Regions from separate parts of the Oryctolagus cuniculus genome. Here region 1 is linked to region 2. A link is a contact called in public Hi-C data. All regions are on one chromosome and are shown on one strand. Each heading gives the region's core, a stretch centred on a gene start, on an enhancer-like site or on the middle of the called end of the contact. The rest is flanking DNA. Distances are from core to core; before and after follow the strand shown.

The links. Hi-C and Micro-C count contacts between places; a contact is called where the count stands out from the background.
Region 1: a contact with region 2 is called in a Hi-C map of embryonic fibroblasts, with 3 times the contacts expected there. The contact joins two enhancer-like sites. A contact is called at or near these places in 6 of 6 Hi-C or Micro-C datasets (ear pinna, embryonic fibroblasts, liver and 3 more).

Annotation. Positions count from the first base shown.
Region 1 is chr13:48,039,363-48,042,791 of mOryCun1.1, forward strand. MLLT10 (MLLT10 histone lysine methyltransferase DOT1L cofactor) reads left to right here. Exons shown (of 27, transcript XM_070055479.1): 19 at 2,217-2,334. Among named protein-coding and RNA genes, the nearest start is that of MLLT10, 200 kb to the left of the region's middle. Within about 2 kb of position 1,444, at least 2 of the 8 cell types and tissues checked have an H3K27ac peak or open chromatin away from gene starts, as enhancers often do.
Region 2 is chr13:47,805,266-47,808,587 of mOryCun1.1, forward strand. No RefSeq gene overlaps it. Among named protein-coding and RNA genes, the nearest start is that of SKIDA1, 21 kb to the right of the region's middle. Within about 2 kb of position 1,391, at least 4 of the 8 cell types and tissues checked have an H3K27ac peak or open chromatin away from gene starts, as enhancers often do.

The DNA.
Region 1 (3,429 bases), core at 194-2,693, 230 kb after region 2:
TAGAGAAAATAAGATAATTTGAAGACTTGATCCAGAAAATTTCTGGCCTCTGAAATTTTAAGCTAATAAATATAAATATGAAGTTCTTAGCAGAAGGGACCCTTCCTACAAAAAGTATATTTCTGAGGATTTGGGTAGTTTGAGTCTTACCTACTGACTTGTAATTGGAGCTAAAGAGACATTCTAAGTGGTGTAGTATTAGTTAAAATTGAGCTATTTTACCACAGAGATGACTGCACAAATATGGAAGGACAGAAGGCTAAGCATGTTGGCTTGCTTTGCAGGTGCTAGGGCATCTAGAGGTACCAGTTCTTTGAGGACTAGCTCCTCCCCACCTCCTCTACATACACTCTGTAGCATCCTCACTCTTACTAATTTTTTATTCTCTCATCTCTTGCTGTTAGCTGTTACTTCTTGCTGCCAAAAGCTCTCTCAAGATGGTAGTTTTTCTTCCTCCTTCTAATTAATTTTCTGCCTCTATTCTATTGTATGCTTAGTTGATTATTCTCGAATTGTGTCTATAGTAGGAGTCAGTTGGCTCTGCAAAAGGAATTTTTCAGTTTGTGGTATCTGAGACTTATTTAACACATAGTCTGGTGATATCTGGTTCATCTGAGTCAGGTTTATTTTTTATTTTTCTTGTTCTAAGTTATTTTGTGAGTAGCTAAGACTAGAGAGGTAAACCTTTTACCTTTTACTGAAGGGTAATTGATTGCTAAACAGGACTTTGTAAGAAAAAGTGCATTGACTTTGTATGTAGCTTTAATTGAAAAAATGAAACACAGAAATTGACACATTGGATTTCCATAATTATAATGTGAAGTATGAAACACACTATTTGAAACATTGATAAGCAAGGAGAGGATTCTGTATCTTGCCACTATTTTTATGAATTGTAAAAGTACAGTTTTCATGGTTAATAAGTTGGCTAAAGGCCAAGATATAATGTTAGGATATGAGACTATCCAGAAACATAGTTAATTCTCTGTAATATTTGCTTGTTATAAGTACTATATCATCTTTGTCTCTTGTGTGCAGTTATACATGTCACAGTGTCCCACATCTTTTGTTCTGCTGTTATTTAGCTTCTTTATGTTAGAAGTGCTTTGGTTCTTTGTAATTGTTTCCTAGATTTTTGTTCTAAAAATAATTATGCAGTGATTTCATTTGATAAAGCTTATGCTCAATTTCATTCATGAACAAGAAGTCTACTTTAAAATTTGTGTTTCTGTTAAATCTGAAAATTATTTCAGCCCAGTGAGTAACAGTATTTTGAGTATAGGAGATTTGCTTCAAAATGCCACATTTTAAGGTTGTAATATTCTTGGAAAGTGGGAGAGAGCATGCACATCAAAGGAGGCATTTTTATTACATTGGATTATGCAATACTTTGGCCAGCCTCTTTAGCTTCATCTGTTTAAGGGTTCATTTTCGCTTGTTTGGCACAGGTCCCAGGAGAGGCCTTCAGAATTGTGGTTAGCAACATGAATGAATTACAAACTTTGGACGAGCTCTTCAGTTAGTTGAGCTGGCTTTCTGCCAAAAAGACAGTGCCTTATATGGGGTCAGGGCAGAGCTGTGATTCGTTGAGCCCTGCATTGTATAGAAAGCATACTTGTGATGCCTATTTGCTTTCTTTTAAAAACAAAACAAAACAAAACAAAACAGAAAAAGCAGCAGGCTTCCAAGTCTATCAAAATAGGAAGTAACAAAATAGTGTGCAGGTTTTACTAATGACAGAGTTAAGCAATGGCAGTATGGCTCCATGTACTTAAAATACTAGTAATAGTAGTTGGAAGTTTTTACTTCCTTAACCAGCTTGTGATATAAGAGATTATGGTATTTTGTTAGACAATCTGTTGTCTACCTGCCTTATTTATAAATGGTTTAACAAGATTAAATAAGTAGTTGTATATCCACATGGCTACTGTGCCGCTGGGCTTCACTATGAACCAGCTACTTTGAAAATTAAAAGCAAGAATAGTTTTTTGAGTGTGCCAGTGTTTCATTTTTTTCTTTAGTTTGTAGTGATGCGATTTTTCAAAAATTCACATGTTCAATTGGCAAAACCAAGTAAGAATAAAAATCTGCTTTTTAAAAAGTTAGGGATTCTTGCTTATACTATCCTTGTTGCAGAGAATAATTACTAGATATATTAGAAGGAAAAACATTAAGATATTTTCAAATAGAGTTAACTTATAATTCTTTTTATTTAGGCAAATACTCTATCTGGATCCTCTCTTAGTCAGGCACCATCTCATATGTATGGCAATAGATTAAATACAAATCCATCAATGGCAGCTCTTATAGCTCAGACTGAAAACAGTCAAACAGGTAAGTTTTCAAGAATTATTAAACTCTAAAATTCTACTCTACCCGATGTAATTGCCTCTCCTACCCCCTTCTGAACTCATTTGAAAAATGTCTAAGGGTGTGGTTAATAGAGAATTGTGTCCTTTTTCTTAACCAAAAGAATCAGAGTTGGAAGTGAGTAGTATGCTGTGCTGTTTTACTGTCTGAAATGTAAATGTTTAAGCAGAGCCATCAGCAGCAGGAATGCAACCATGTCTCCTGTGACTTCCGTGATTGATGTGTTCAGTTCTCAGTTCTGTGCAAGGAAAGTAACATAACACTGGGCTTTTCTGTGACTAGCCTAAATCTTTATTTGCATAATTCATGAAATTGCATTACACAAACTTGGTTTAAAAAAAAATCCTGTTAGAGAATTTCTACAGTGTTTAGTAATCCTGTGCATTTTTACTAGTTGACATTTTGTAGCAGTTGCCTCTTGCATGGTTTTAATGAGCCACTGGATTTGCTTTGTTTCATTCCACCCTTAAGGATTTGTTGACATGTCCAAGTAGTCATGCCTGTTTGGGGGAAGGGAATGGGTTTAGCAGTTCCCCAAGAATGGATCAGTCATGTCTTTACCCTTTAAGGGTCAGAGGTTACTTGACTCCGAATAAGCGGACCAGAGCATTGTAAGAGACCAGATAGGGTGAATGAGGGAGATACAAGTTACTTTTCAAGCAGAGATATTTGATGTTTAATTAGGAAGATTTGGGAGGCTTAAAAATTTTTTTAAATACAGAATTCTTTATTTTCATCTTTTTTTTTGTTTATTTAGAATTTCTTGGTGTGAGGATCCATGTACCAAATAATTTCTCATGTGCAGCTTTGTGTAAATACACTTTATAACTTGGTTTGGGATGTAAAGTGTTAAAAAATACAAAGCATACGGATTTGCTGTGATAAGCATACAGATTAGCTGTCCACAGCTGTGATTCATTACTTTAACCGTAGAAATTAAAAGTGGCTGAGGGGAGGGTACTGCAAATGCAAACCACGCTTCTGTGCTGTAAAATTGAAAGGAATGAAAGAGCAGAACATAATCCATGGCCTTCTACACCCACAAAAACGTGTAGGGAC
Region 2 (3,322 bases), core at 141-2,640:
TAAGCAGGACTTGGCTGAGGAGACTTACTTCCTACAGACCGAGAATTCACATGCATATGCCATTTAGTCAAAGAAAAATAAGAAAGCAAAACTGCGCTTCGATCTTCTCCCAATTCCTGTTCTCGCCAAATCAGCGAAGTCTCTCAAAGAGTGGGCTGACGCCGGGGTCGCCGGCGGGCGCAAGGCCAGGGTCCTCTGTGCGCCGGCGCTCCTGCCCGCTCTCTAGCACCGCACCTGCCAGTGAGTTTGCCGAGTATGGGCGCCGAAGGAGCTTCCCAGACCCCCCACCCCCACCCCAGTCCTATCCTGAACACCTGGATCCCAAAGACCTGCGGTCACGGCAACCCTTGACTGTTCTTCCCCGCTGGCCTTCTGCCTTTTAATAAACGAAAATTAGTTTTCTCTAGGGTTGAAGAAACGCCTTTTACTCTTTGCGCCCTGACGCGGGACTTAACGCAGGCTCCTAGACCCGCAGGGAATTAGCAGTAAGGACTGCTGAGAGGGACAGCAGGGCACCCGCCGACGAGGTCCTGCAGGTGACACGGGCAAGGGATCGAGGAAGCCGCCGAGAGCAGCGGATTCCGACAGCCCTGGACGGTCCGGTCCCCTTCTCCAGGAAGACTTAACACCGCCGGCAGCGCGGGCTGCTGACCAGGAGAGCAATGCGCGGGGCGGGGGTTCCACCTCACGAGTCAGCGCGGCGCGGTGTCTGGGGAGGCGCCCCGAGCCTGCAGGGGGCGCTGCTGCCCCGCGGTTCTGCCCGCAACGCCGCGCGCCACCGGCTTCGCAGCTCTGGGCTGCGGTCCCCGGAGGGGGTGGGGACGCTGTGGGAGGAAGGGCGCGAGTGCAGCCGTTAGGTAAGGAACCCGAGCCCTCCCGGATTTGGAAGCGGCCTCAGTGAGGCGTGTGCTGCAGGGAGCTTTCCATCATTCCGCAGCGAGAGGAAACGTGGGGAGGCGCCCTTCCCTGCCCCCACCGCCTGCCTTCCTGCCTCCCACCACCTCCGCTCCCCGACCCCGGCCGTGCTTCCCAGACCCTTTGTTCTCGAGGTTGGGAGCTGCCGGGTGGGGATTCCCCGGGGAAGAGGTTCCCCTTGCTCCCCTCGGAGAGGCCGGGGCAGCCACCTCCCATCCCAGCCCTCCCCGGCGGCGCCCCGCGCTCCACGGCTCCTTCGCGCGCGTCCTCGCGCTTCCTTTCTCGCCCGGACGCCCCAGCTCGCGAGCCTGCAGCGGCCGCATTCCCGCCGCCCTTCCCACTCAGCCGCCACCTCCGAGGTCTCCTGGAAGGGGGTTGGGGAGACAGATGCGAGGGGAAGGAGCGGGCCCCTGGTCTTCCCGGCCCGGAGAATTCCCCCAGGGACCCTTCTAGGCCCCGACCCCTGGGACCGGGCCACGGAGGAAGGGCTTTCCCGGCGCCGCCGCACGCCGGAGGGGCAGCCCCCCGGAGGGATGGCCGCCCCGGCCTTCGCCCACGCCGAGTAGCTGCGTGGCCCGGGGCGCGCGGCCCCGCCGGCCGGGCTCGCACCGTTCGGCCTCCAGACCCCGCTCCCGGAGGGAAGAGGACGCGGCACTCGCGCCCTAGGGAGGCTAATTGCGAACGAACGCCCCCGTGTTCGCCCACCCCACCCTCTGCGGCGCCACCCGCGTCGCCTCTGCGCCGCGCGCGACCCCGAGGGCTCCGGGGATTGTGTCTCCTTGAGTACAGTTACAATGGTGTTCAGCTTAATTTCTCTGTCGGACGAAGGCGGCGTCGCGGAGTGAAGCGGGGGGTGAGGGGGAGGCTGGGGCGGGAAAATGAACCGGGAGCTGAGAGGACGTGGCCGGGGCGGCGGCTCGGGTCCCGAGTCCCAGGTCACCGGGCAGGGCTGCCGGGCCAGGCCCACGCTCGCGCCCTGACAGCTGCAACCCCCCGGAGCTCTGCACGTCCTCGGCCGTTGCGGGTACGCCTCCGCTGGGCGCCTTCCACGCATCCGGCACCAGTGCACGCTCGCGCCCTGGCGGGGGCTCCGCACAAGCCGGGTCACGAAGTAGGTGCCCCCACCCCTCCAGAAGCGGCCGCGGCCCCGAGGCCGTCAGCTTGAGGCTGACTGGAGCCGCGTCCAGACTCTGCGGCGTGACCCTGTGCTCTCCGTCTTGGCGACAGCCGCGCTCGCAGTTTTCTCGGCAGCGGGTTCCCCGGGACACACCCCGTCCCCACCCCCGAGAGCTGGCGGCCAGCTCGGGATGCCAGGCGGCTAGGCGGGCGCTCTGCCAAATTCCGCGTTCCTCTCCAGGAGACCGGGAGTTGCGTCCCAGGCTCGGGAAAGCCCACAGTTCGGGCTTGGGACTCGCTTGCAAAGCCCCCCAAGGCGCCAGGGACGCCTCTGCAGGTTGAATTCCTGCTCCGTATCACTTCAATTTTAATTAATCTTTTAAAACACCGCTGTCACGTCGCTTGCAGAAAATTAATCAAACTTGAATCCTTGTTGCATAGCAAGAATTTCGATCCGAGTCTTTTAAAAAGGACTTGACTTTGCAAAGTCACGTCTTTTACAGTTCCCTCATTCCCCCTTTAGCAAAGGAAATATTGCAAAAGTCAAGACATGTTTGTTTGCTTCTTTCCATCTTCGAAATGAAACTTTCCGTATTTCTGATCTTTATTTTCCAATCTTTGAACAACAAAAAAAAAGAAACCGAGATAAATTGCCTACCTCTGTTAATTCAAAATATAATTACCTTGAATGATCTTTGTTTAAGAGCCCAGATAAACTAAGATAATCTTAATTTTAATGTGACACGACCCCTATTTTTCCTTGTGAATAATGAGAATAAAGAAGTCATTAATTAATACCAAGATATCTCCATAAAAGATGGTATCTGGTCGCGCTGAGACGCTGAAGCATCAGTTGTATTAGTAATTGATACTGTATAATTGAACATGAAGATAGTCATCTATTTTTAACCTCAAAGCCCAGAGTTTATTTGGTGATTACTGAGCTCCTAATAATTAATTTTTGTTCCTTCTTGCTGCTTAAATAATTCTTATGACTCTCAGTCCCCATCCAACACAGAGACTTCTCATTAAAAAATCTACCTCTCAAAACATGATTGTGAAGCTCTACCGCGCAGCACCTCTTTCTGGTCTGCTGTATACAACATATTTGCTCCGTCCTCATGTGTTCCTGTTACATTTCCCCTTGGCTGTGATTTACCTATAAAAATATGAGGACATGATATATGTCTTCTGCCACAGCTTTGTCTTTCTAGGTTCTGTTGGCTTGGTTTTATACACAATACTTAAGACTCCTAGTTTTTCAAGTTTCTCAGATTTGAGGATGAGTTCC